2 separate regions of the Sus scrofa genome follow, and region 2 is linked to region 1. Evidence: chromatin contacts called from public Hi-C data. All regions are on one chromosome and are shown on one strand. Each heading gives the region's core, a stretch centred on a gene start, on an enhancer-like site or on the middle of the called end of the contact. The rest is flanking DNA. Distances are from core to core; before and after follow the strand shown. Region 1 overlaps NDFIP2 (NEDD4 family-interacting protein 2). Region 2 has its middle 250 kb from the start of NDFIP2.

Region 1 (6,412 bases), core at 1,551-4,050:
TAAATCATGGTTCATGTATTGCAAATACTTCCTGTGAAAATATTTTAAGGGCTTTAAAAAACAGATTTAGATAACCTTTAGTGGATATGCTTCCTTACTAGTGACATTACTTATGATTTGTAAGCATTTTTGTTATTATCAAACCTATAAGATTTTAAAGTTTTTATGGCAATTACCAATGAATAGTTGCAAATAATTACCTTTGAAGTTGGAGATAGATAACATCTGAGGACAAATCTGCAATTTAACAAACTCATTCTTATTTAAATCAGATTCACTTTAGAGACCAGTGGAAACAAAGTAGATGGAACAAACAAGAAGATTAGACTGATTTAAAAAGAAAACTTGAAAACAAAAATCATCATGTCCAGAGTCTAATCAAGGAAAAGATACCTATGTCCAGTATCACCAAACCCTGCCTTCCATCTGCCTGTTTATAGTCTCATTTCACTGAGACTATAAACTGTCTACCACTGCCGCTAATAGGAACTGTTGAAATGCCACTTCAAGGTTCATTTAGCTGTTCTCAGCTCACTGTTGGGAACTGAATGCTGGAGCATCTAGTTTGAAAATAAAAAGACTCTAATGAGTTGAGGGTCTTTATGTGCTTGGTATTCTTGGCAGTGATTAACAGTAGGGGGTGTACAGAAGGTCAAAAGCTCTTCTTTTTAGAGGTCAGCAGAACATCCCCATCTGATAAGATTAAACTAATGTGGCTTTTGGTGTTAATATCTAAAGCAGCGGGTTGCTGTAGTGTGTTTGGGATGGTGGTTGTGGCTTTGAGAGATTATGAAAAAAGAACTGACATGTGAACTCTTTAATGAGAAAATGTTGGATTTAGATACATAGCACTTATCTTTCTTCCTTAACAAGTCATTTGAAACTGATTTTTGTTTCCAAGATATTTTATGTTTGATGCTATTGTGTTTTTTCTCAAGTAGTTATATATGTATGTCATTAAGTATTTTTCTTTTCTGTTTTTTCTCTGTGCCATTTTAAGTGCTAAAGATTGAGATAAATCCTTCTGAAACTGAGGCTAATTCTATGATTTTCAAATTTAGGTACATAAATACATTTAATATATTTATGTTCACTCCATAGTTTTCTGATTATTTTACTGGATATTTCAATGGACAATATTGGCTTTGGTGGATATTTCTTGTACTTGGTAAGTTTATTCTTAATGTATTTCAGTATGAATAATTTGCATCTAGTTCAGTTTTGATATTTCCTAAAATTATGAAATGTAAATACACTGTGTTGTTATTTGTGAGAAATAGTTTTTCTACTACAAAATGCTCATGTCCAAACACTCATATCATCTCAGCTATTCAGATGATTTTATATAACACTCCGGGTTTCCAACTTAAAATTCAGAGCCTATCAATTTAAAAGACTCAGTGGTTGAATGATAATACTACAAAACTTGAAAATCCTAAGACAATTTAAAAAATAGCTGAGGGGAGTTCCCGTGGTGGCTCAGTGGTTAACGAATCCGACTAGGAACCATGAGGTTGCGGGTTCGGTCCCTACCCTTGCTCAGTGGGTTAATGATCCGGCGTTGCCGTGAGCTGTGGTGTAGGTTGCAGACGCGGCTCGGATCCTGCGTTGCTGTGGCTCTGGCGTAGGCCGGTTCCCGATTCGACCCCTAGCCTGGGAACCTCCATTTGCCGCCGGAGCGGCCCAAAGAAATAGCAAAAAGACAAAAAAAAAAAAAAAAAAAAAAAAAAAGTTGACTTCAGGAGTTCCCTGTCATGGTGCAGCAGAACTGAATCCAACTAGGAACCATGAGGTGTTGCGGATTCGATCCCTGGCCTTGCTCAGTGGGTGAAAGATCTGGCATTGCTGTTGCTGTGGTGTGGGCCGGCAGCTGTAGCTCTGATTAGCCTGGGAGCCCCCATATGCTGCAAATGTGGCCCTAAAAAGCAAAAAAAAAGAAAATTGACTTCAGCATTTATTTTGGAAAATATACATAGATAATTTTCTTTTAATGACCATAGGAAATGTTGAGAGTTGCATATTCTATCCATTCTTTTATTTTTGGATCATCGAAACATTCTTTACATTTTTTTGAAATGAACCCTGCATTAATCATTAATCAGCCAGACATAAGGAAAAACTTCATGCCTAATGATCACAGTACTTCTGTTGAGTTTTCTTCTTACAAAGAATGTCTTTTATTAATATTGATGAATTTTGTGGATTTCCAGTTTTTGTTCCCTTGTTTTCCGCTGTAGATATATGATTGTTAAGTTAATCTTAAAATTACCTTATACCTTTAATCCACATTTCAAACGTATGTATTTGACATGAAGAATGTATTTTGTTTGTATTTAGGTTTAAGAGCCCATGTTTCTCTAGTAACATAGTTCTACCAGAAAATAGTATTTCAGTAGGTGGCAGTGTTCTCCCTGAGTTTTTATTTAGTCCTGGCGTTGCATCTTTAGGATCTTTTGGGAAGCAAAATTTTGGTGGTTGTTAAGGTTACTAAAGATCCTAGATTTCTCTAATGATTGTAGTGAAATTATTCTAATGTTGTGGTTTTATTGAGAGTCCATCTTGTACAAAAGTTTAGCAAGTTTTTAATATCGTTCATTGTTTTCTGATTGATTCTGTGCTCGTTATTGAGTTACTTACTTAAAAGTGAAAACATGTATAAAGTCCATTAGGTATTTAAGTGTATCGAATGACATATTTGCTTCTAAATATTATTAGGGGATTGAGGACTCTTAGGAGGATAACAGTGGGACAGAGTAGCATAGAGTACAATGCAGAGGATGGCCCCACGTCCATACTAGCACTTAGGAGAGTGTGAAAATTTAATCCACGGTGAAAATGGTGCTTTCTCATAAACTCAGAAGAATGCTGTGCACTTCATAAAGTGCCAAGAAACAGTATAGCTACAGAGTGACTGGTTTCTAGATATAAATTGGCTTATTTTAAAAAATGCCTGAGCAGAACAAAATATGTCTTCAAAACAGCAGCTTCATTGACAAAAGAAAGGATTTCACAAATAATTGGGGTTTACATTTTTCAATAATACTTGTACGTTTGGATCACAATATCATTAACTGTGAACAGCATCTGGAAGGGCATGAGGGCAGCATTCAGAATGGGAGTCACAAATGGAAAGAGTTGGGATATGAGAAACAGATGGTCAGGATTTAGCTGAAATCCATACTCCTTGTTTAAGTCCTTATTTGTATGTCTCATCTATCTTTCCTCTCTAATTTATTATAACCATGCTTCTTATTTTAGTGCTTCAATTACTGTCTTAGACCTAGGGTACCAATTTGTTTGAGACTTTGCATTTCAAATTGACAGATTCTTCCTCCTGGTGGTATACATATTTTCTGCTCCCATCGCTGCTCCCCCACCCCCACCACCATTACCTGGTTAAAAATTTACTGGAGTTAATAAATATGTCCCTAGAATTGTATGCTTAAGCATATTAAAGACTTAACTCTACTAAGAATGGTAATGCTTTTTATGCTTAGCTAATACCTGTGATTTAAATGGTTGCCATTTAAAAATACTATTTTGCAGAGGAGAACCTGAGATAGATAGATAGAAGATCCATCTCAAGTCATTTAAGAAACCACTAGAGAGGCTGCTTGTCAAGTCTTCTTTCCTGATTTTTCTTATCCTAATTTTTATTATAAATTAGTCTTTTATTGTTACTTGAAAACAGGAACTAGAAATTAAAATCATTTATATCATGCACATATTTACATAATCTAAACACAGATTTCGCACATGACAGGTACTTGATCTTCTCAACAGGCTTATTATTGGTTTTATACCACAATTGTTAGCAATTACATACATGTGGTCTCTTTTAAGTACTTCCTATTAGTAAATATGTCATAGTCTGCTTAGTAGTTATATTAGTTTAAAAGTTTAGTGTAAAAATGGGATTTCTGTGGGTTGAATCAGTTAAAATGCACTAAGTAGCTTTGCTATTTGAAGAAATAATTAAATAAGTATATTTTTGTGTAATTTTGGATTTTCATGGCTGGATTTGCTTCACTTTTGATAATCTAAGCTTAACAAATTGAAATAATTTGGGAGTGGCAATAAAATTTTATTATATTTCCTTACAAAAGAGTTATCACTATAGTGTAAAATATATTATGGAATGAATGAAATTCTACAGATTAAATTCCTTAGGCCAAGAGGATCTCTTTTATAATTGTCTTTTAAATTTATCATGCCCTCTTTCTAAGAATGTAATGTGTCTTTATTATTTCAACCTTCTCAGGCCTGCTTCTTTTCTTCAGAGGATTTGTTAATTACCTGAAAGTCAGAAACATGTCTGAAAGTATGGCAGCTGCTCATAGAACAAGATATTTCTTCTTATTATAGAGGTAAGAAATATTAATAACTCTTTATTCCCCTTGTATTCATTCATCAGATGCATGTTAAATGCTTAATGTGTACCCATGTTGTCTGCTCAAATTTAGCATATTTATTTTTGTACTGTTAACAGTTCCAATTGCAATTTAAGAAGTTATAAACTTTTAAGGTAACTTAATTTTTTAAAATTGAATTTCAGACATTTTAATTTTTAAAATTATATTCTGAGAAGTTCCCGTCGTGGCTCAGTGGTTAACGTACCCGACTAGTATCCATGAGGACGTGGGTTCAATCCCTGGCCTCACTCAGTGGGTTAAGGATCTGGTGTTACCCTGAGCTGTGGTGTAGGTTGCAGACATGGCTTGGATCTGGCATGTCTGTGGCTGTGGCATAGGCCGGCGACTACAGCTCTGCTTCCATCCCCAGCCTGGGAAGCTCCAGATGTTGTAGGTGCAGCCCTAAAAAAAAAAAAAAAAAAAAAAAAAGAAGAAAGAAAAAGACTATATACATACTCTGAGTAAACTACAACTTCAAATCAGACTTTCAAACTTCTTTTTAAAGCTTGACCAGACCACAGGATGTATAGGAAGTAACCACCAGCACAGCATTTGAAGACTCAAAAAAAAAAAAAATATGACAAAACACTTATACTTTATGGGCATTTTGCATAAAACAATGTGAAATTCACATAGATACCTGGTAGATTAAAAAAAAAAAAAAATCCAAATCTGTGATTGAAAAGCAGTTTGCCATGCCCTGATCTTAAAAAAAAAGTGGATCAAGGAATAAAAAGTTCTGTGAAGAAAGTAGGAGTTCCATTATTATTTTCTTAATGTGTACCAGTTTCTATCAACAGTGAAGGCTACAACTTGAATAAGTGGGTACAAGAAATGAGCAGAGGTTGTCTTACTAGTTATCCAGTGAGTCTCTGGAGGCTGTGTATATAGTAAAGGCATTTATTTATTGCACAGCTAGTAAATGTTCACATGAAGAGATCTCATAGCTCCATTCTCTGTATTGCTTTTAAGGTAAATATTATACACTTCATATCTGTAAGTAAATGATCCAAAGTTTTAAAGTGTTTGAACTGCATAAGCAATATGCATACTGGAACACCTACCTTCTGGATGTATGTTTAAGTGCAGAAGGTTTCAAGGTTGCTGTGGCTCAGTATAAATAAATTGTATGCTTTGTGATTTGGCTGCTTAAATTTTATGCTTGTGTGAGTTTTACATAAGCTAACATAATTTACGTATTTCTGCTTAAAGAGTACAATGAATAAAATTGCATTTCTGGATTATATTAAAGTATCATTTTAAATGTTCCATTAAAGTTTCTTTCCTCCTGCTGGAAGATGTCACATTTTCTCTTTAACTGGTAAAATGTCTTTTTTTTTTTTAATTGTTTTGTTGAGTTTTGTTTATTTATTATTTATTTATTTATTTATTTTTTGGTCTTTCTGCCTTTTCTAGGGCTGCTCCTGTGGCATATGGAGGTTCCCAGGCTAGGGGTCTAATCAGAGCTGTAGCCCCCGGCCTACGCCAGAGCCACAGCAACACACCAGAGCCACAGCAACGCAGATCCGAGCCTCTTCTTCGACCTACGCCACAGCTCATGGCAACACCAGATCCTTAACCCACTGAACAAGGCCAGGGATCGAACCGCAACCTCATGGTTCCTAGTCGGATTCATTAACCACTGAGCCACAACGGGAACTCCTAACTGGTAAAATGTCTTTACAAGTAGTGACCGTAAGAATTTGTCAGTGTTACCTGTAAGATAAAAGGCAAAGTAATTTTTCTAATTTAAATGGTATTCAGTGTGATTATCTTGCTTGCATTTTTCAAGAGTCTAAAACATAATGTAAATATTTTATAGATGGTCTCTTTTAGAAGCTTAAACTTTAGAATGTATTCTGATATATGCTACTGTGTCATTCTTACCAAAAGGATATTATATACTTAATATAATATTTTTGTAAGACGGGTTTTTTTATTGTGCTATCATTTAGATAATTGAAACTTAATACATTTTAAGACTAATCTTTCTTTGTCCC
Region 2 (6,080 bases), core at 2,293-4,792, 190 kb after region 1:
AAAGTGTCAGTAGCAGATATTAGGAGTATTTTTCTTGAGTGGGAGGGACATTTGACAAGGGCCTCAGTGGCTGGTACTAAGACTGATACTGTGCTATTGGCTGATTCAATCCAGAAAGGGGAGGTGATAGATCCAGTGCCACTGAGACTTTATTCTTGCATTCTTATGCTTTAAAGAGAATTGAGACAGATTCTCAGAAATGGGCTAAATAGCCGCAGGAAAGCTGAAGAACTCCTTAAAAGATTTAACCTCCCTCTACTTGCCCTGCAATGGGTCTTCACTTTGCCCAAGAGAAAACTAGTCAAAGGGCTCATTTAGAAACGTTTTCATTCTGTTGAGACTGGTTCAAACATTTTCCCGAAACTTCTTTCTAGACCAATCTGGTTTTCCTGCCAAGAAATCTACTTTCACTGCTATTCTGTTTCCTGGGATTTGGACATTTTAGCTATTGATTGCTTTCTGTGGTTTTTCTCTTGGTTTTGTCTCCCTGTGCAGCTTACTCACGTTCAGAAATCTAAGTTACCTCACTCTGTGAAACTTCTCGTTCCATATTGTTCAAAAGCAGAGCCAGAGGGCAAGGCAGCTCCTGTCACATTAACGTGCCAGAGGCCCGGGACACTCCCTGTGGCTTCCTGGGCTCTCCCCCTCAGCCCGCAGGTTCCTGAAGTCAGACAAGGTATTGTCATGCGGATTACACTGATTAGCGCTACGTCAGTTAGGTAACAGGAGCCCTTTCAATGGTGTCCTAGGATTCTGTCAGGTTGACTGTTCAAACACTGGTTTTTGGGATCCCCTCCAGCATTCCTTAATGTAATTCAGGCACGTTATTGCAGGTTTTATTTGAGAAAGGGGCTACTTACTTGTCACTTAGTATATCTTGAGTTTTAAGTCAAAATCTTAGCCAAAAAAAAAAAAAAAAAAAAAAGCAAAAGATAGGAGAGGATATGGTGTAAAGTGGGGGTAACTTGGGGGGAGGCTGAAAAGAACATAATGCAGTAGCGTATCAAATGCCAAACTTCCATTAAGGGCGCTGTGTTCTGGGGAATGTGGTTTTTGTTTTGTTTTACATAGAAACTGTAATAATTTTGTGCCTGTTTAGGGTTTTACGCTTCCAAGGGTAATGATCTAGTGAATTAAACAAACAAACAAAAAAACAGGGATATAGGCAAAAAAGTTCAGGTTTGAGCTGCTTACAGGGCTGGACCCATGTGCTTCTGTGTTCCACCCTTGGGTGGGAGAGAACGCTCTAGGCTCCTGGTGGATACCCAGTTCACCGTGGTGTGGGGTTGGACTGGATGCTCTTAGAAGGGAGGCAAATTCCTGGGAGCCAGGGCAGAGGCAGTGGCTCCAGGTGAGTCAAACTGTTAGTGCTGCTGGAAGGAAAAGGCCCGGCAGCTCCTTGGAGATGCTTAGAACTTTGGCGAAGGCAGAGGAGATGAGATTTTAGAAAATCCACCATTGGACAGAGTCTCTTAGGTAAATATGAATCATCAAGATTTGGCAGAATTTCTCTGTGCAGAATCTCTGTAGATTCCCCCATAAGGAAGTTTCTCCTAACCTGACATAGATGAGAGATTGAGAACAGCAAGCGTTCCAGAAGCATATGCTCTGCTGATTCTAAGCAAGGACCTTTTCCAGACCTGACCCTTTTCCCTCCTCAGTTCTCCAGGCATTCTGATCCTGTCCTGGAGTGCCTTCAGGATACACAGCCCTGAGATGCTTTTTAAATTATGAAATATAAATATAACATAACCCTCAGTCACCTCTAGGCTAAATCTAATGGAAATACAGGCTCCATCATTTTACTGCATTTTTCTTTAGGATCTGGGTTATTTATTAATAATGTACCCCCATACCCTACCACAAATATACACATGTATACGCAACACACACTCACAGATGCATGCAGATACAGCACTGGATATTCTGGATTGGTCAGTTTCTTCTTTTTTTTTTTTTTTCTTTTTATCAGACAGTACCTGATAGGTCAGAGCAATGCAGCCAAAACCAGCCCAACCAGGGAGGCAATTTGGCACAATAACAAGTGCAAGCTCAGTAAAGAGTGTTCTTTTAAAATTTATCTATCAATTATGGCCTTGGGTAGTTGATATAAACTCTCCACAACTTAAGGTCCTAATGAGTAAAAAAAGGTTTCATAGAATTACTCACAGTATTATCTATCTACCTATCTATTTACATTTTAATACATACCTTTAAAAAAAGTGTCTATCTAGCTTGGTACCTGCATCCAATAAAGGGGATTACTGTTTCTCTTCTCATATGGGCTAAAGACCTCCTTATAAAAATTGAAGCCTAAAATCAATTTGTGGCTATTTAAAAAACTGTAGTACTTTGAAGAATGCATCTCTCCCCCTCTGTTTGTTTCCTGGGAGAGCTAGTCTTCTTTGCAGTTACAAATGCCATCAGGATAATACATAGGTACAGCCTTTGCATTGTGGTGTTCAGATAGCTCTGGTGAATTGTTAGCTGATTTATAAGACTGTTGAAAAAAAAGGGAGATGCAAGAATATTTCTCTATCTCTGCTGGTTCAAGTTACACATTCCCATTTCAAAACTGGTGTCATTCATTCTGAACGGTCTCAAACAACCCTAAAGCAGAGGATCCATCTTTGATCTATTTAGCATGGACTATTTGCTTTCCTTATGAGTCTGATTTTTGAGTCAATGCCCTTAAAAGAATAATAATATTTTCTTCAACACTATCTTTAGACCTTTCCCAGTTAGATGCTTTCAAGTATCTTTTTCTTTCCCTTCTGGCTTCTCCCAGCTGTTGAAGCTGTCTTAGGATGCTGCCAACTTCCATGGCCCCCTTGAGAAACCATCTCATAGACGGGTTGGGATGGGGGTTGGAGGCTGGGGGTGGGCAGATAGTTTCCTCCTGAGATAAAGGTGATACGACCCACATCCATGCCTGGGTATCTTTTCCCTCACACGTAGCTGTTAATTCTGCTTTTGAAAGTCAGGTTTTAAAAGAAAGAGAAAAAAAAGAAAAGAAAAGAAAAGAAATGCTCTTGCTGAAGGACTGCGGAGAAGGGAGCAGGAGTGGTTGCTCTGAGCTTTGAAACATGCACGCGTGTGTGTGACACACACACACACACACACACACACACACACACACACGGACAAAAGGATAAGTTGAAAAAGAATGCAGCAACCCCTGCTTGTCTAACAGTCTGGTCAGCCCCACAGATGAGGAAGTGCTGCTTTGTTCCAAGCCAAAGCCTTGTTTTCTTGTTCATTGTCTTTCAGGGTAAAATCCGGGGGTGGGGGGTGGGGCATTCACCTGTCTGATGCAAAGTTAAACTGCTGGCTTTAATGTGACTGCATGGGAACTCGGGTTTATTAATGAATACAACATACCCTCTTTGATTTGAAAGCTTTCACCCCGCTGAAAAGATTCAAAAGGCATCGCTTCCTGCACCAGAGGCATTCCTTTATCCGTCTCAGTGGTTCTCCCCTACCCAGCTGCTATATCTCATTAACAAGCATTTGACCACTGCAGCAGGCCTGGGAGTGTTGACACTTGAAAGGCCCAGGCAGGCGTGGGCAGGCCATCAGCTATGGCAACAGGAAACTGCCCCGGAGACAACACTGAGAAAACAGCAGCTGCAAAAGCCAAAGTCAGAACAGACATAAAGGATTGCCTATCTCCACATCGGGCTGGGGTATCGGTGCGTGCCTGTGGGTCTGAATTCACACGTCTATTTACTCTCTTTATGGGATATAAGGTTCGCTACCGACATGGATCAGACTCTAGACTTGTTGACAACCCAGAATGATTTTTGGACTTGAAGGCTCTTGAATCCTTAGGTTTGAAAAACCTTATTCTCTTCAATAATGTGCCTTCCTATTTATACACATGAGAACATTCACCAGAGGCCTTAAACTTGATATACACACTCACTGGAAGAAGTCGTATGTACAATAAAAATGTGCCTGCCTGAATCCGTGTCCGCTTTTCATGCTACCGTATTATTTTTCAGAAACAAGTCAACCTGTAAAACTGTCCCATAAATATGTAAGATTATTCTGAGCGTCTTTGGTTTAGGAATCAAACTGTGATGGTTTCATGTAGAATATTTAAGAACAAAACAGTCATTTCAGTTGTGTAAAGACAGCTCATAAAATGAAGTGGGATATTCCACATATGTTCTTATTGATTACAGTAATTTTAAATGTCTATTTTAATCAAATTTATTTGCCATTCATTGAAATGTAGGCTATAGAGGACCATGCCCCTACATTGACTGCGAAATGTTATCACTGTATTTATCAGAGGAGCTCAAAGTACAGATGTCAATTAGAGTGTCTCAGGCAGTGGTTGGATGTCTCCAAATCTTGAGTGTCTGTGTTCAAGCTTATAAGTGTATTTTTTGAGGATAGGTAAGCAGTGGTTCAAAATCAGTTTTTCATTCATAAAGAAAATGAAGTCACTTCATGTTAAAGAAAGAAACTAAATGAAAAAAGATGCTAATGTTACAAGTGAGGTTAGTTGACTGCCACTCAAAGAATACTGAATTTTTTTGCTGTCATCCTCTGTACATTAGACTCATAATTATTATACTACCTGTACTAATACTTTTTTCTTTTCAATAATTTAGATTTATTTACATTTGTCTATCACTCATCATAAAACTACGCTGAATGATTCAGGTTGTTACTCTAAAATGGTTAATTAGATAAAATGCATGTAAACTTATTTTAAAATTGTTGCCAATTAACTCCTTTCTTGTCAGAAAATGTCTCTTGAATACACTGAATTTTCCAGTTCTACCTTCTCCACATTTTTTTTTTTTCCTTTCACTTTTCACGTTCCAGAGAAAGAGAAAAATATACCAACCACCCCTGAAAGTTTATGTTCTTGACGATACGGTAGAGATAGAAACTTCCTCCTGAGGGCCATTCAGACATTTCCATTTGGCTTGGTTTTTCCATCACAGTTGTGCTGGGTCACGCTCATGTCTGATGGGCAGGAAGATGCCCAGGCTCTAGAAACAGACGCCTTGGGAGCAGCTTCCCATTCTGCCACCTAACAGCAAGGCAGACCTCGATTAAGTAACTTAAGTTTTTTTATGCCTCACTAAGACTTACTAGTCTGTTAAATAGGGGTGAATTAATAGTCCTTAGTTCATAGGGTATTGAGAGGATTATATGGGTTTGTACACACATAAGCACTTCAACAACGCCTATCACATACTGAGCCTCAGTCGCACACTGAGGACTCAATGCATGTTACCCATTAGTGTTAATATCAACACTTTCCCTACCATCTCATACTCTCCCCCTCTACACTGCTCTATGTTGCCGCAGAGTTTACTGTAGCTTATGTTGTCATATGTGTGTGTTGATTTATTTATTTTATAAAACCCTTCCCATATCTTTCCCCACTCTAAGACACACACATGTAAAATAAGCTCTGTGAAACCATGAGTGTTATGTCTTATCTGCAGTTTATTCTCTTGAGTCTAGTATAGTTTTGACATATCCTAACGACTCAATAGATTTGTTGAATCTTGAATACTGAACAAATGAATTTGTAGATCTAAGCTCAGAGGCAAAAGGAAGCGAGAATGGGTTTTAATAAATTAACTGCATAATGGTAAAATGCCTGATGTGTATAGTTCTAGGGCCAGGTCGAATACTATTTTAATGAATACCTATATTCATCTATACTATAAAATTGATGCCAGTGCCCTGGCTGAAACCTTGATAATATTGCTGCATTTTTTTTTTTTTTCCTTTTTCTAGCTGCACTTGCAGAATATGGAAGTCCCCAGGCCAGGGGTCAAATCGGAGCTGCAGCAGAGGCCTTTGTCACAATGACAGCAACAGCAGATCCTTAATCCACTGAGTAAGTCCAAGGATTGAAGCAGCATCCTCACAGAGATAATAGGTCCTTAACCTGCTGAGCCACAATGGGAACTCTATAACGTTGCTGCATTTAATTCTATTGGACTAATGATTCCGATTTCCCATCCTGTTTAACAATCATTCTAGTATTTTTCAAAGAGTAAGTGGTTTAGGTATAGGGCTCTTAGTTGAATCCTACAACATATAAT

What was found. Hi-C and Micro-C count contacts between places; a contact is called where the count stands out from the background.
Region 2: a contact with region 1 is called in a Hi-C map of fetal skeletal muscle, with 2.9 times the contacts expected there. The contact joins two enhancer-like sites. A contact is called at or near these places in 4 of 47 Hi-C or Micro-C datasets (embryonic fibroblasts, fetal skeletal muscle and heart right ventricle).

What each region holds. Positions count from the first base shown.
Region 1 is chr11:51,550,426-51,556,837 of Sscrofa11.1, forward strand. It overlaps NDFIP2 (NEDD4 family-interacting protein 2), which reads left to right. Exons shown (of 8, transcript XM_001926577.5): 6 at 1,102-1,168; 7 at 4,262-4,367. The coding sequence ends at 4,365. Among named protein-coding and RNA genes, the nearest start is that of NDFIP2, 60 kb to the left of the region's middle. Within about 2 kb of position 2,801, at least 2 of the 83 cell types and tissues checked have an H3K27ac peak or open chromatin away from gene starts, as enhancers often do. A contact at or near this core is called in fetal skeletal muscle, where this site is marked.
Region 2 is chr11:51,743,854-51,749,933 of Sscrofa11.1, forward strand. No RefSeq gene overlaps it. Among named protein-coding and RNA genes, the nearest start is that of NDFIP2, 250 kb to the left of the region's middle. Within about 2 kb of position 3,543, at least 27 of the 83 cell types and tissues checked have an H3K27ac peak or open chromatin away from gene starts, as enhancers often do. A contact at or near this core is called in fetal skeletal muscle, where this site is marked.